3 separate regions of the Zea mays genome follow, and regions 1 and 2 are each linked to region 3. A link is a contact called in public Hi-C data. All regions are on one chromosome and are shown on one strand. Each heading gives the region's core, a stretch centred on a gene start, on an enhancer-like site or on the middle of the called end of the contact. The rest is flanking DNA. Distances are from core to core; before and after follow the strand shown. Region 1 holds the start of LOC100274688. Region 2 holds the start of LOC103643118 (zinc transporter 2). Region 3 holds the start of LOC100191804.

Evidence for each region. Hi-C and Micro-C count contacts between places; a contact is called where the count stands out from the background.
Region 1: a Hi-C map of leaf shows a contact between it and region 3, with 5 times the contacts expected there. The contact joins the promoter of LOC100274688 here to the promoter of LOC100191804 in region 3. A contact is called at or near these places in 3 of 25 Hi-C or Micro-C datasets (ear and leaf).
Region 2: a contact with region 3 is called in a Hi-C map of leaf, with 7 times the contacts expected there. The contact joins the promoter of LOC103643118 here to the promoter of LOC100191804 in region 3. A contact is called at or near these places in 4 of 25 Hi-C or Micro-C datasets (bundle sheath, ear, leaf and 1 more).

Annotation. Positions count from the first base shown.
Region 1 is chr1:72,170,606-72,173,846 of Zm-B73-REFERENCE-NAM-5.0, reverse strand. It overlaps LOC100274688, which reads left to right and starts at 1,728. Exons shown (of 21, transcript NM_001360644.1): 1 at 1,728-2,007; 2 at 2,144-2,275; 3 at 2,368-2,528.
Region 2 is chr1:72,507,836-72,511,107 of Zm-B73-REFERENCE-NAM-5.0, reverse strand. LOC103643118 (zinc transporter 2) reads left to right here and starts at 1,729. Exons shown (of 4, transcript XM_020546406.3): 1 at 1,729-2,374; 2 at 3,123-3,181. The coding sequence starts at 1,870.
Region 3 is chr1:72,342,076-72,344,970 of Zm-B73-REFERENCE-NAM-5.0, reverse strand. LOC100191804 reads left to right here and starts at 1,460. Exons shown (of 1, transcript NM_001137229.2): 1 at 1,460-2,287. The coding sequence starts at 1,586. The coding sequence ends at 2,059.

The sequences.
Region 1 (3,241 bases), core at 479-2,978, 170 kb after region 3:
TTGTGTTAGCATATAGAGCTCTAGTGGAGTTGTGAACTCATTGAGTTGTGTTGCGAGCTCTTGTTGCGACGTGTGTGCGTGTTGACACTCTGATTCTTGTGTCTTGTGTGCTTTGCTAATCCCTTCCTTGCTCTGTGCTTCTTTGTGAATTTCAAGTGTAAGGGCGAGAGGCTCCAAATTGTGGAGATTCCTCGCAAACGGGATTGAGAAAAAGCAAGCAAATAACCGTGGTATTCAAGTGGGTCTTTGGACCGCTTGAGAGGGGTTGATTGCAACCCTCGTCCGTTGGGACGCCACAACGTGGAGTAGGCAAGCGTTGGTCTTGGCCGAACCACGGGATAACCACCGTGCCATCTCTGTGATTGATTTCTTGTGGTTACTGTGTTTTGACTCCTCTCTAGCCACTTGGCAATTATTGTGCTAACAATTAACCAAGTTTTGTGGCTTAAGTTTTTCAAGTTTCGCAGGATCACCTATTCACCCCCCCTCTAGGTGCTCTCAGGGCCGCAGAGAACAAGACCGGTGTCCCATCTGGCTAGCTCCGCCAGATAGGCAATGATGGCGCCCCGCATGCTCTGTGACGACGGCGACTCTCAGCTCTCTTACGGAAGCACGAGGACGTCAGCAAGGACTCAACCGCTCCGACAGCTGTCCCTCCGCCAGGCTCCGTCGCTCCTCCGACGGCCACGACATCACACCAGCTGGGTGCCAAAATCTCTCCGGCTACCACATCGGCATGTACTTAGGGCGCTAGCTCTCCCCCACTAGACACGTAGCACTCTGCTACACCCCCATTGTACACCTGGATCCTCTCCTTACGCCTATAAAAGGAAGGACCAGGGCCCTCTTAGAGAGGGTTGGCCACGCGGGGACGAGGACGGGACAAACGCTCTCCTGGGGCCGCTCGCTTCCCTCTCCCGCGTGGACGCTTGTAACCCCCTACTGCAAGCGCACCCGACCTGGGCGCGGGATGAACACGAAGGCCGCGGGATTTCCACCTCTCTCACGCCCATCTCCGGCCACCTCACTTCCCCCCTTCGCGCTCGGCCTCGCGTCGACCCATCTGGGCTGGGTCACGCGGCGACATTCACTCGTCGGCTTAGGGACCCCCGGTCTCGAAACGCCGACAGTAATCTTTTTCAAAGTATAGTTTTAGAATTAATCCATTCATTTTTTTCCTTTTGCAACTCATAAATAGCCTCATGAAGCATAATTATACCTACAAGAATATTATGACCAGGCAAGAAAACGGTCTAAGAGATATTAATAAGCTTATCTGCTACCATCTCTATTATGTTCTTTAGGGCTTTAGTATCAATCTTAAAACTAACATTAAAGTAAGTAAATAGGTCGATACTCTTGTATTTTTTTAGGCATTACCTTTCTTAGGTAGAAGATTAATAACTCCAAAATTAGGCTATAAATTGGTTACGTATCATTGTGAAAATCCACGAACAAGGCAAGGCTAGTAAATCATCCTTTATTCTTCCTAAGAAAAACTTATAGGATTCTACCGTAAAACCATTCGAACGAGGAGCTTTATTACGTTCCATCCGCAAAACTGCCTTGCGGATTTCAGACATGTTTGGTTTGTGGCTAACTATGCCATACTTTGCCTAAGGTTAGTCATTTGAATTGAAGAACTAACCTTAGGCACAAAAGTGTGGCAAAATGTGGCAAATTAGTCAACGAACCAAACAAGCCTTTCATCCACAGAGAATGGTGCCGTGAAAATTGTGTTTTCGGTATTTGAAACCTAGGGGATATCATGACTATCGCAACCGGCCAACAGGAAATTTCAGCCGGGCATCCCCAATTCATCTTCCCCACGCCGCGTCCGCGTCCGGACCGGACACCGGCGGCACCTCCTCCTGCCTCCACTTCACCAGTTCATCGGGCGCCGGAAGTGGGAGCCATCCGCCGCCGCCACATATCTGTCCTCTTCGGCGCTGACTGGGGCTCAGCCGCTCGAAGCTCCATCCCGCCTCCCGTCTTCGCCGCCGCTCGGTAAGCCGGTAAAGGGTTCATCCTGTTCTAAACAACTTGGGAGCTGTTTGGTTGGGCTTTTTTTGGTCCGTGATCCATCGCGGTGGGAGTCGGCTCCTTCCCATTCCATCTCATTACCGCTCGGTTTACGGCGCAGTCAGATCCCTCGACGCGACGGTCGTGTCTTGACTCTCCACCACGCGACTCCACCCAGCTCTTCTCCACGCGACTGCAGAGCGACGATCGGAGGCGCCGCCATCGCACAATCCACCGTCGCTGCCTGCTCCTGGTGTGTCCTCTCTCCTCTCTCCTCTCCCTCTCCATCTCCGTCTCAAATCTTTTACCCAAACCCTAACCCCGACTGCTATCTATTCTTGTAAGTGATACTCTCACAAGATCCGCTGCTACATCCATTTCTTCTTCTTCCACGTTGCTGGGAGGAGACGGGCGCAAGGATTTGTGCGAGGGAGAAAGAAAGGGAAGGAAAGGGGATAGGACGGGAGGAGGAGCACGACTGCTTACCACTTATTCTTCCCAGCCCGGTACCGTAGATTTCTCTTGTTCTGTGTAGTGTGCTTTCTAATTTGTCGTATATATATAAATATGTGGAAATATATTATAAATAATTTCCTTTGAATTTGACTTGTACAAGTTTCTATAATTTTTACATGTAATGCATCAGTTATATGTTTTCCATATCTGCATGTGCACAGGAGTAGCGCCATTTGCCAACAGCAACAATACGCGCTTGTAGCAATTTCGGTCGGTAGTGAACGCAATAAACAAACACCGTTAGGGGATCTAATGGCGCTGTTCAAATAAAACAAACAAATCCAGGTAATCATTACACTGTAAACCGATAGCACCTGCAGCCCATTCCATTACCATTCCTATTAACTAGAGTGAACCAAACACTACCTTGATGTATTCATCTTGATGTATTCATGGGCATGGTAACAAAATTTCAGAACCTACAAGTCTGTCTATAAGCGTCTACAGTTCATTACGACCTGACTCGGCCACCGCTCGTATCTCCATCTCAGGATGTATGATGGGCATTTTATCAATAATGTTCCAGTAGCGTCTTTCAAAAAGAGAAAAAAAACGAGGCTCAATTTGCAGACAGAAGAACAGAGCTTCCATAAAACAAGATGTTGATAAATGGGCTAGCTCTTGTCAAAAACACTACCAGTGATGAATAAACAGGCTGCGAAGCTCCTCCGTTCTTTTTTATTTATCACGGTTTAGTTAAAAA
Region 2 (3,272 bases), core at 480-2,979, 170 kb before region 3:
AATATGTTTGCTTGTCGCATAAGGAAAAAAATCTGACTCATTAACACTATAGAAAAAAGAAGGAAGAAGTATAAAATCCGATGACACATATGATTTGTTTTTCTAAAAAATATATAATATAGTACTCACTTCGTTCTAATTTACAATCTGTTGACTTTTTTACCTTAAGTTTGATCAACTTATCTTATTAAAAAATTATGATATTAATTACATCGTTCAACATGTATTATACTTTAAGTATGGATTTACTTTTTCATTATTTAGCAAAAAAATGAATAAGACGAGCAAATCAAATTTGGTAAAAAAAGTTAAACGCATTGGGACTGAGGGTGTAAAAACCAATACTGGTTATAGTACATTCACATTACATGGAAAAATTATGTACATCCTGGATGCAAATATCCTCTTTTACGACATCTCACATCCACCACATGGAGGCACACAAAAACATATCAAAATTTACAACTTAACTCTTTAATAATTTGTTTTTTCTATTTATATGGACCACTAAATAGTGAATGTGAATGACTGTAAAAGAGATTCTTTGCACCCTGGGTGCAAAGTTTTTTTTTTCCATCACATGTGTGTTTGGTCACTTACGGGTGGGCGTGGATCTGATGCTCAAAGTGGCAATATATTACTCCGTAGAGTCTACCGGCCATTTGTATCACTGCTTACCGGTTTGTTTGAGTGAGGCACAAAACAAGTCAAAAGTTTTGGTGTACTTTTAATTTTCTACACCAGGTTGATGCAAGTTAGGAGGCGAGAAAGGGACGTGTACCGTAGCACGGTCCCATTTTTCGTAATTCGCTGTCTTCCATGGACAACTTCGCTAAGCACCGGAAAGTCTACCCAGTGTGGCAATGTTATCTAATGCCTTGTTCAGTTATTCCCAACGTATATAGATTGGATAAAATTGAAAAAATTTAAGAAGAAGATTGACTTATTTGAGATTCAATCTCATCCAATCCCACTCAACCCACATGGATTGAGAGCTAAACGAACAAGCCCTAAATTGGCAATTTTATTTTATGGCATCCTTCCAAGTGAGAAGACGAGGGCCCAACGAGTAGAGATGGATCAAGATATTTATTCGGATATTAAATGTTTAATGTAATTATGAATAAATATGATAAAAAAATCTATATGTAAATCTATATTTTTGTTTTAAACATTGAGTTCGTTAATAAAAAGCAAACCTTACATTTGTCCTATATTCTCTTGAGTGATATATATAAAATTTAGATACGGATTTGAATTCAAATAATTTTTTTACTCTTTTCATGTAAGGAGCAAATAATATAAAAATTTCGCAAAAATATATTCTTATTTTTTTCATAATATACTTAACAACATAACTAAAAAATTAACATCAAATTTAATGTATATCTATTAAAAATATTAAATTTGTCCTCGTGTATTTCTACCTCTAGAAACAAAGAAGAGGGAAGGGAGGTGCAATGGGACTTTCCAAATCCTGTCACTATCTGCACGACACAACGAAACTGGCGCGGCCTTGTCTGGCTGGTACAATTGTACTACCAGCTATCGCACGTTCACCTGCTTCCTGTACCGCGTCGTTGCTTCTGTAGCTGCCCACAACAGCCTACCCTACCTTGTCAGTGTCCAACGATGCAAACGATCGAGTAAAAAAAAAACCCCAACTCCGAGGATCCGTCCCGGCTCCTGCTGTAGTACTACAAACTACAAAGCCCTCCGGCCCCACACGCCAGCCATCTCCAAGCCCTCCGGCCCCCCGCCTCGCCTCGCATCGTACCGAGAATAAACCCAAATCCGCCCCGCGTCCGGCGTCCGCCTACCATTTCCCGGGTCACGAGTCCACGGCCTCCTCGCTCGCGGTCCCGCGCCATGGCCCGCGCCACCAACGCCCAGCACCACCACCGCCTCCGCCTCCTCCTCTGCCTCTCCCTCGCGGCCGCCGCGTGGGCGCACGGCGGAGGCGGGGACTCCGACGCCGACGCCGACGCCGACGCGGATGGGGGCGCCGCCGCCAGGCCGGACCTGCGCGCGCGGAGCCTGGTGGAGGCCAAGCTGTGGTGCCTGGCGGTGGTGTTCGTCGGCACGCTGCTGGGCGGGGTGTCCCCCTACTTCATGCGCTGGAACGAGGCGTTCCTCGCGCTGGGCACGCAGTTCGCGGGCGGCGTCTTCCTCGGCACGGCGCTCATGCACTTCCTCAGCGACGCAAACGAGACGTTTGGGGACCTGCTCCCCGACAGCGGGTACCCCTGGGCGTTCATGCTCGCCTGCGCCGGTTACGTCGTCACCATGCTCGCCGACGTCGCCATCTCCTACGTCGTCTCACGGTCACAGGGGCGCAGCACCGGCACCGCCGCTACCGGCGGTTCTGATGCAGGTCAGTAACAAGAGTCACGTGTCAGTACCGACTCCCGTTCGTTCTGTTCTGGCTTGTAACAGTTGGGGTTGGGCAGTTGGGCTGGGCGGTGTACTGATTACTGTGAATGCCGCCACAACGACTGGGGGATCCGGGGTTGGGTTGAATGCGCACACCACTTTTTCCTGTCGCCGGGTGGGTGCAACTAGCACGGGCTGCAAATTCAGATTGGTGGAGGTCTGTGTTAGTGTGTTCTTGCCTCTTGGGATAGATTTACTCTTTTCGTCGCGAACTACTAATCCTATATTGCTGTAGTAGTACACCACTGCCTAAGGTAAACCAACTGTTGCCAATGCTTTTGGTCTGGTTGCACGTTGCATTATCACGTACAAGGCGACTGAAAGTTCGGGTTCATTGCAGTTTGCAGTAATCCTGTTCTTGAGAGTTTTATTTTCCTTCAGCCAATCAACATGTAGCGAGATTGATTAATGGATCATTTAGTTAGAGTAGTGGATCGAAACCAAAAAAAAAAACTTTACGTGGAATCAGTCTTAATGGATCATTTAGTTAGAGTTTTATTTGTGACAAACTGGCAGTTCTGCGTGTAATCAGTCTATATGCTCAACTCTGAATAGTCAGTCATCAGGGGAAGTCTGTCTGTCCCTCTCTACAGCACTGTATTTCCATTGTCATATTTTCTCTGTATTAAAGCTTTAGGAAGCCTATTATACTTGTACGATTCATTTTCTCCTTTTGACACTTTCAATAGGGCTGGAGGAGGGCAAGATGAGAACCGCAAATGGCACGAGGTCTGAGCCCACACCAGCTGTAAGTTACTACAACCTGCTTCAGCTTCTGAATTCATTATTTGATCATGGCAATACCTGCTCTTGCAACAACCATATAGTACAGTCCACTC
Region 3 (2,895 bases), core at 211-2,710:
GACCAATAGAAGAAATGAAGAAATGGAGTCGGTTGGCTGGCTGGCAGGGTGTAGCGTATGGCTGATTATTTTAGTGTTTTGTTTTTTTCTAGTCTACTAGTTGTCTGGCCGTGTTGCCTTGTTGGGATAGGACCTAGACCTGGTGTGCTGCCGTGCTGGGCTTGGTGGCCGACTCAGACTCAACTCATTCATACAAACAGGACAGGTGTACACGTATGAAATATCCATGGGTAATCAGGTTTGGATTATTGCTTCCCAAACTCATACCCGTTTACTCAATGAGTGGAGACTTTATCCCATATCCATACCATGGGGACAATTTTTGTTTTATACCCGTACCCTAATAGAGTAATTTCCCACGACTTAGTGGGTATTGGGTACCATCAACATCTCTACTCACATGCTTTATTTTGGATTCCAGAAAAGCGACCGATGAAACAAAGTTGACAAAAAAAAAAGAGGGCATCAATGGTCGGCCGGCCATCTACTTCTCTTTTTTTTTATTCTTTTTTACTTTCTTCACCTCCAAATTTACTCGTATTCCCTATTAAAGCAAAGCAAGAGAGCTGCTAGATACGGTGAGGAGAGGGTTGCCCAATCAATCACGAGGCCGGGTTCCAATAGTGGTTGGTTACAAGTCCTAGATAGTCGACGTTGAATCGCTTCAACTGGACTTGTGTATATACAGCATACATCGGAAGATCCGCGGCTAATTTCTCAGGTCTCAATCAAGCGATAGGAGCGTGGTTTCGCGTCGAGTGCTCACTCATCTCAAGCGTCACCGTCGACCGTGGAGCACCAAATCAACCCGTGAGACGGGGCAGATTAGATTCTTCCCATCCAAGGGGCGGTCGCAATGATGACAGATGATAAAGGCGAGGTTCGCGTCGTCAGTATTAACGATAAAAAAAACACCGGCGCATCAGAATGTCCAAAGTAAAACTACTACTCCTTTTTTCATTATTTATCTTCCTAAGACTGCCCCGGTTGGACCGAACCAAACCAAACCACCACCTCGTATCGTCTGTGCCCACCGTGCTAGAATAATAGTATCGCACTGCACGATGACTATTTCCTTTTACTTTAAGTTACAAAACCATTGGATTTCTTACATTACAAATTAATTTAGTTCTAAATAAAAATAAATCATTTTTGATTTATGATTTATTCGATTAGAGATGGTGTAATTAATTTAGTTCTAAATAAAAATAAATCATTTTTGATTTAGGATTTATTCGATTAGAGATGGATGAAATGAGATAGAAGTGGATTAAATCTTCTTCTATTTAAAATAGAAGGAGATTTAACCTCCTCATATCCCACCCTGTTCGAAGGAGCCCAAGCCCAAGGGGCGCACGCGCACGTGGGTTGAGACGAGTGATCACTGGCCACATCCGGACCCAAAAATATCACGGGGTCGGGGGAGGATAAACATGAGCCGAACCCAACCGGGAGAAGCAGAGGGAGAGCAGTCACCAAACCAAAACCGCTCTCGAGTCTCCATCCATTCTCTCCGCTCATCCGCAGCTCTCGAGTCTCCAGCTCTAGCTAGCCTTAGCCTCGTCCAAGGGACGAAGGGGCCACCATGAGCGTGGTGATCCTGGACGGCTCCACGGTGCGCGGCTTCGTGGCGGACGAGGCGGCCTTCGCGCGCAGCCTGGACGCGCGGTTCGCCGCGCTGGACGCCAACGGCGACGGCGTGCTGTCCCGCGCCGAGCTCCGGCGCGCGCTCGAGTCCTTCCGCCTCCTCGACGGCGGCGGCTTCGGGTCCGCCCAGCCGGCGCCGCTCCCCGCCGAGGTCGCCGCGCTCTACGACGCCGTCTTCGAGCAGTTCGACGCCGACCACAGCGGCGCCGTCGACCGCGCCGAGTTCCACGACGAGATGCGCCGCATCATGCTCGCCGTCGCCGACGGGCTCGGCTCCCAGCCGCTCCAGGTCGCCGTGGACGACGAGGGCGGGAGCTTCCTGCTCGAGGCAGCCGAGCACGAGGCCGCTGGGATCGCCGCCAAGATCGAAGCCAACCGCAAGGCGGAGGCGGAGGCGGAGGCGGCCAAGTGACGACGTGTCCCTCGTGCGGGCCCTGCGCTTGATTTTCTGGGTGTTTGCTACTACGTACTAGTACTACTTACCTGGCGGCCGATGTGCCGCCGCACGTGTACGGTATACTACGTAACTAGAAGCGGCCAGCACCAGCTACTCAAATCACTGCTGATGCTACTTGTGAACGGAATAAAACCTGTCAATCATTTTAGTGGTCTTGCTTGCATAAAACACTTCTTTGTCGTCAAATCTTCGGTCCACTTTCTTGTAGCCCTAACAGCACTTGTTAGTGAGGAGATTTTTGTCATTGTGAAAGACGACACGCTGCTGCTGAGGACTTGTTCGATTGGTTATTTGTTCTCAATCCATGTGGATTGACATGGATTGAGTGAGATTATGGATATGGATTGAGTGAGATTATGGATTGAGTGAGATTGGATAAATTTAAATCTTAAGTAAATTAATTTTTTTTAATTTTTTTCTAATTTTATCTAATCTATATATAATGAGAATAACCGAACAAGGTCTTCTTTTCAATTCTATTTAATATATGTATAATGGAAATAATCGAACAATGCCTGAAATGAAAAACCTTCCCAAATAGAAAACCTTCACCCGTCTTTGTCATTTACCGTTATTACTGTTATAAATTTAGAGAATGCTTTCAATATATTTATATATATTAAATATCTTAATTCTGAATAAAACAAGCATATAACTCAGATAAATGTCATATGTAATTATAGCAGCAATGGACAGTAGCAATTTTAGGACATGTAAACATATAAAATAGCTACTCAGGTCCATTTCAAAATTAAACATGGCTTGCAGATGAAAAAGACAGATTTATTGTT